Regions from separate parts of the Mus musculus genome. Here region 1 is linked to region 2. A link is a contact called in public HiChIP or PLAC-seq data. All regions are on one chromosome and are shown on one strand. Each heading gives the region's core, a stretch centred on a gene start, on an enhancer-like site or on the middle of the called end of the contact. The rest is flanking DNA. Distances are from core to core; before and after follow the strand shown. Region 1 has its middle 18 kb from the start of Gm7160. Region 2 holds the start of Relch (RAB11 binding and LisH domain, coiled-coil and HEAT repeat containing).

The links. HiChIP or PLAC-seq counts read pairs in DNA pulled down with a chosen protein or histone mark.
Region 1: a contact with region 2 is called in an H3K4me3 HiChIP or PLAC-seq map of bone marrow-derived macrophages, with 5 times the contacts expected there. The contact joins the enhancer-like site here to the promoter of Relch in region 2. A contact is called at or near these places in 9 of 39 promoter capture datasets (3T3-L1-derived adipocytes, the C10 cell line, the HPC-7 cell line and 4 more), 11 of 484 Hi-C or Micro-C datasets (B cells, CD4 T cells, CD8 T cells and 6 more), 9 of 115 datasets of contacts at active chromatin or transcription factors (CD8 T cells, the SCID.adh cell line, T-cell acute lymphoblastic leukemia and 5 more) and 3 of 9 other capture datasets (adipose tissue, liver and pancreatic islet).

The regions. Positions count from the first base shown.
Region 1 is chr1:105,970,404-105,973,326 of GRCm38.p6, forward strand. No RefSeq gene overlaps it. Among named protein-coding and RNA genes, the nearest start is that of Gm7160, 18 kb to the right of the region's middle. Within about 2 kb of position 1,673, at least 173 of the 459 cell types and tissues checked have an H3K27ac peak or open chromatin away from gene starts, as enhancers often do. A contact at or near this core is called in B cells, CD8 T cells, the HPC-7 cell line and 11 more, where this site is marked.
Region 2 is chr1:105,662,579-105,665,388 of GRCm38.p6, forward strand. Relch (RAB11 binding and LisH domain, coiled-coil and HEAT repeat containing) reads left to right here and starts at 1,283. Exons shown (of 29, transcript NM_173187.4): 1 at 1,283-2,055. The coding sequence starts at 1,530. Pign (phosphatidylinositol glycan anchor biosynthesis, class N) reads right to left here and starts at 1,098. Exons shown (of 31, transcript NM_013784.3): 1 at 922-1,098.

The sequences.
Region 1 (2,923 bases), core at 423-2,922, 310 kb after region 2:
AATCTGTACATTGATTTTGGTAGATTCACCATTGTCATAATAGACTCAGACAACCCATAAGTATGAAGGAAGCTCCATTTTCTAGTGTCTTGCTCAATCTCTTTGTTTAGAGTCTTAACGTTTTCATTGCAGACATCTTTTACTTCGTTGGTTTAACTGATTCCTACTTAATTTTCTTTGGGGCTATTGTAAATGGAAATGTTTCCATGATCTCTTTCGGAGAATTTTGGTGTATATAGAAAAGCTACTGATCTTTATAAATTAGTTTAGAAGACCCAAACACGATACACATAGCTACAGCTGTATGTGTATTTGAAAGAGATGACAAAAATATGCACTGGAAAAAAGGCATGATCTTCGACAAATTGTGCTGAGAAAACTGAATGCTCATATGTAGAAAAATGAAATAATAGCCGTATCTATCACCCTGACCAAAAATTGTCTTAAAATGGGTCAAAGAACTCATGTAACACCTAAAAAACTGGAACTGCTAAAAGAAAATATAGGCATAACATAGGTGGGAAGGAGCTTCGGTCGAGGAAGCCTTTTGCCAAGGAACTAAGACCAACAATTGACAAGTGGGTCCTCATACAACTAAAGCCTTCTGTACTACCAAGGAAACCATCAGTCAAGTAAAGAGTAACCCACAGGCTGAGGGAGAATCTTTGCCAGATATATATCTATGTATGTGTGTGTATATATTTATATATCTATACATACACATATATGTATGATTAATAGTCAGAATATAAAAAGAACTCAAAAACAAATGAACAAACAAAAAACCCAAAGAACCGAGAAGACAAAGGACCCAATTTAAAACTGGGCTCTGCAAACACTGAGCAAAGATTGAAACCTTGGAACACCGAGCTCTAAATGGGAGGTCTCCTGCAAATCCCTCACCTCCAGATCTCAGTAAAGCCCACTGCAGGAGGAGGCAGAAAGAGTGTAAGAGCCAAACGGGCTGGAGGACACCAGGAAAACAAAGCTCTACAAATCAGTGGTTCTCAACCTTCCTAATGCTGCGACCCTCACATTGTGGTGACCCCCAACCATAAAATTATTTTTCACTGCCATGTCTTAACTAATTTGGCTGCTGTCATGAATCACAGTGTAAATGTCTGTGTTTCCTGGTGGTCTTAGGTGACTCCTGTGGGTCAGAACCCACAGGTTGAGAATGGCTGATCTAGAATCTTCCTTAACAGACTGATGTCTTGTGTGCCCTGCTCCCGTGCCCTGTGCAACTCATCTTGTTTCCTGATCCCCATCCCGGAATTGCTGCTTATGCTCTATTAACTTGCACTGTTCTCCTAGAGGCCCCTGCTGAGCAGGGCAGATGATTTGCCCCAACCTTCCCCTGTCATGATCCTCTCTTGCTGCCCCCACGGATTCAGTTTTCATGCCCTCCCCAACTCCAAACGCTGGTGGTTGGACAGGAACTAAAGCCTTCCCAGTGCAAGACGCCTCGGTGCCCTGTGCTTCGTCAGGCTGACACAGGATGTTATCTCTCCTTTTTCAGAAGAGTAACACGGTCAGACAGCTGGCTCATTTCCAGTACACTTTATTACTTGGGGAACTTTGCCTTTCTGATAATGCTGGTTCTTAAACTCCTACCTGGATGGGGATTTTGTTTTCATTGTGCTGTTGGCTGAGTTTCGGTTTCCTTTCCGGTCCTTATTAGTTAAGTTTCAGTTCTGTTTCTCAGTGTAGTCCCTTTCCCTTTCCTCATATGATGTTATTGTTCTTCTCTGCTTTTTAACCTGATTAAAATAAACCAGTTATTGCAAGGCAGATGTTCCCTAGCAGGAGCTTTCAAAATATTGAGAGCTCAGTACCTTGTCTATCCACTTTAGATCAAGGAAAAGCCATTTACTTTATTAGATTAGGTACCGGTTTGTGAACACACTGGCTTGCTCCTGGGAAATCCTACAGAGTGAGCGGATCACCAAGGATTCCCAACTCGCTAGTGAATTTAAGGGACCTACACAAAGTGCTGAGAACTCTCTGGGCTGAGGAACATTCTGGTCACAAGATGGAGAAGGGTCTATAATCTCATTTTTTTTTCTCTTGGCAAACAGTTACTTGATGCTCTGTAGAAATCCAAGCTCCACACGGTCCCCAATGGAGGAGTTAGAGAAAGGACTGAAGGAGCCACCAACCAATGAGTACAGATGGAGGGACCCATGGCTCCAACTGCATATGGAGGGACCCATGGCTCCAGCTGCATATGGAGGGACCCATATCCAGCAGAGCATGGCCTTGTCATGAATCAATGGGAGGAGTCCTTGGTCCTGTGAAGGCTTGATGCCCCAGTGCAGGGGAATTCGAGGGTGGGGAGGCAGGAGTGGGTGGGTGGGTGGGTGGGTGGAGGAGCACTCTCATAGAAGCAGGGGGAGGGGGATAAGAGAGGGGGTTTGGGGGGCTGGGAAGTGGGATAACATTTGAAATGTAAATAAAGAAAATAAATAAATATTTAAAACAAAACAAACCAACCAAAAAACCCAACAAATTCAGGCTCTATTTTTCAAGTTACATGCCATTCTCTTATAGTGGATGTATTTGCTCAAAGGTTATCTTGGAACATTAATTCATTTGAAGATTTTTCTTTTCCTTTTTGCTGATTTAGGATTATTTCCTCACGGTGCAATCACGGTTACAAAACTTACCAAAATCTTTTAAATGCTGGCTTTAATTTTTTTTAAGATGCTGTGTGCACCACGGTGTATATGTGGAGATCAGAGGGTAACTCGGGGGAGTTGGTTCTCTCCTCCTCCATGCTGGTCCCAGGGCTTGGACATTGGGTTTGACAGAAGCTGCCTTTAGCTCCCGAGCCACCTTCCCATCGTCCTGAGGACACTTTCATATACAATGACATTATATTCTGCCTCGCCCTTCCCTCCATAATCTGTATCTCCCCACACAC
Region 2 (2,810 bases), core at 33-2,532:
TTCATTATATATATCAGAGCAGATGGTTAGCACTGTTGGCTATTTATTTTGTTGTCTGTTAGGACCTGGTGTTAATAAGAACTTAATTCTAAAACCAGGAAAAAGTGGCATTCTATGTTTAACAAAATAGAAGATATGAGGGCTAGGAGTCTAATAGCGACAGGGAAACTTCTTATCACCTCAAACTACAATCAAGGAATAGCATAAAGGATAAATGATATTCCAAACCTACGAGTATAGTTATGTGCTAAATGTTTCATAAAGGCCATCAAATCTCTCTACAGAGTACAATTTTTTAAATCGCTAAAATTTGATTGATCCATAAAGAAAACCTCGATTCTAGCCTAAATGGACTTAGCAAGGTTTCAGGGGATTGTGGAAAAGAATGGTTTTGGACAAAAGATAGGTGATACTTGTTCCAACGAATGTGTCCTAGTGCAGTGGACATGACCAGGCCACTGAAGCGGCCCAGACAACTTAGTTGTACTGAAGAGATAGCGCTGATAGTTTGAAAAGTTCCTTTGATGTAAAGTGTATGTTAATTTCCATGGGTTTACATATTACTTAGTTTGTCGTCCAAGACCAGGCTGTTCACAGATGAGTGTAAAGGCATCTCGAAACTCAAATGTTGCAACTTCCGTCCAGGCTCTATCTGCACCCTTCAGCTTTCTAAGTCCTATTCCCGGACGGAGGGGGCGGGAAGGCGCCCTCCTTAACCACAAGGAGGCCATGCCGTCGCCAGATCTCCAGGGGAGAGAGCAGATGGCTGGGAAACTAGGGAAGAGCAAAGAAGCCAGATTCTGACCGCTGCTCAGAGCACTTGCTATCTGGGCGGTGACAGCAAACAGCGACAAAAAACTGAAGCGTGAAGGGAGAAGCGGGCGTGGGAACACCTTAAGTGCAAGGGTCCCGGGACTTTACCTGAGAACTATCCGGCTCAGGCCCAGTCTTGGGAACGGGACCTCCTCAGAACGAAGGCAGGACCCAGGGCGGTGAAAGATGTCGGGAGGGTTCCCTTCAACCCTCAAAAACCACAGCCAAATCGTACCCCTCAGCGACCTCCACCTCTACTGCTCCAGGGAACGCCCCCAACCTGCCCCAGGCCTTCGCTGCTCTCGCGATAACTCTCTGGCCAGGTCCTGTAACTCCAGCCAATCCTCGAGAGCTTGTGGGCGGGGTCTTATGTTTGAGCCTGGAGCGGTTCCTTCGATCTTGCCACTCCAAGGCCAGAGGTGGGTGGGGCTGAGGCGGGGACGGGGCGGGGCGAAGATGGGACCAAGCCAGTTCTCGCGAGACTAGGGACCAGGAAGACGCCTGCAGAGTCGGCTACTGGTGCAGCAGCGGCTGAGACGGGAGGTGCTGCTGCATACCGGGCTCCTGCCTCCCAGTCCGGCCTAGGCTCTAGGTGAGGAGAGGTGCGGTCGGCCTGGGCTGCCTAGGTGGTCGGCGGCTCTCGGGACCTAACGGGGATTCAGGCTGAGGGCCTGTCGGGCCAAGCAGGGAAGCACCCACATTCCTGACAGAATAAGATGGCGGCGATGGCGCCCGGAGGTGGTGGCAGTGGTAGCGGAGTAAATCCTTTCCTCAGTGATTCGGATGAGGACGACGACGAGGTAGCGGCAACCGAGGACCGGCGGGCAGGACTTCGGCTGGGTGCCGGGGTCGGCCTAGATCCTGGTTCTGCAGGCTCCCTGTCGCCACAGGACCCCATGGCCCTGGGAAGCAGCGCGCGGCCGGGGCTCGCTGTGGAGATGTCCGCCGCCCCGGCGGCTCCGGGGGGCAGCGGGGAGACCCCTGCCCGATTGTCAATCGATGCCATCGCCGCTCAGCTGTTGCGCGATCAATACTTGCTGACCGCCCTGGAGCTGCACACCGAGCTGTTGGAGAGCGGCCGCGAGCTACCACGACTGCGCGATTACTTCTCCAATCCTGGCAACTTCGAGAGGCAGAGTGGGACCCCCCCAGGGATGGGGGCGCCCGGGATCCCTGGCGCCTCCATCGTCGGAGGCGCTGGAGGTCGGGAACCGAGTACGACGTCGGGCGGAGGACAGCTCAGTAAGTAGGCGTCGCCTGTCACACCTGCAGATGGGGGATTAGAGTTGGAGTGCAGCTGAAGGGGATTGTGGGCGGGTACTGAGTCTAGGGTCGTCTTGAGAAGGGAGAGTATGTTGAGTGAGATGCGAGGTGTCCTGTGTACTGCAAACAGAAAGATCCTGCTGTAGCTCTTCTTTGCATTGGTTTCCGATCTTTGGCAGGTGTTGTACAGCTCCTGGCTCCCCGTTGGTGTTGGGACCTATAACATCAGGGTTTCCAGTTTATTGAGTATTATGGCACTCTAGAAAGCTTCCTTATTGCCTGGGCATTTTTCTCTAGGCAGTTTTCCTTTTTTCCCCAGGCTGTTGAATCACACTACGAGGAAATAAAATGTTTCTTAGTAATTCTTTGACTCAAGAAAAAGAACAAACAGGAAATGTCAGCCCTCTGTACTGAAGTTCAATCCACTGAAGATCTTTTGTCTTTGCTTTTCCATTATTTTGTATCATTAATATATGCTAATAAAAAGAAGGAAATGAGATGTGTCTGCTTCATAGAATGTTTTCTGTTTGAAATCAGTTTCACTACCCCAATTTCAATAGTATTCCGTATACAGGAAAGCTGTGGAACAAACAGACCAAGGATCTTTTACCAGCTTTCTTTTCAACATAGCACTGGGAAGGATTGTTTTTCTCTGAATAAGTGACTCTCACTTATTTTCTTTTTTTTTCTTTCTTTCTTTTCTTGCTACAATCATTCATTTTTAGCAGAGTAAT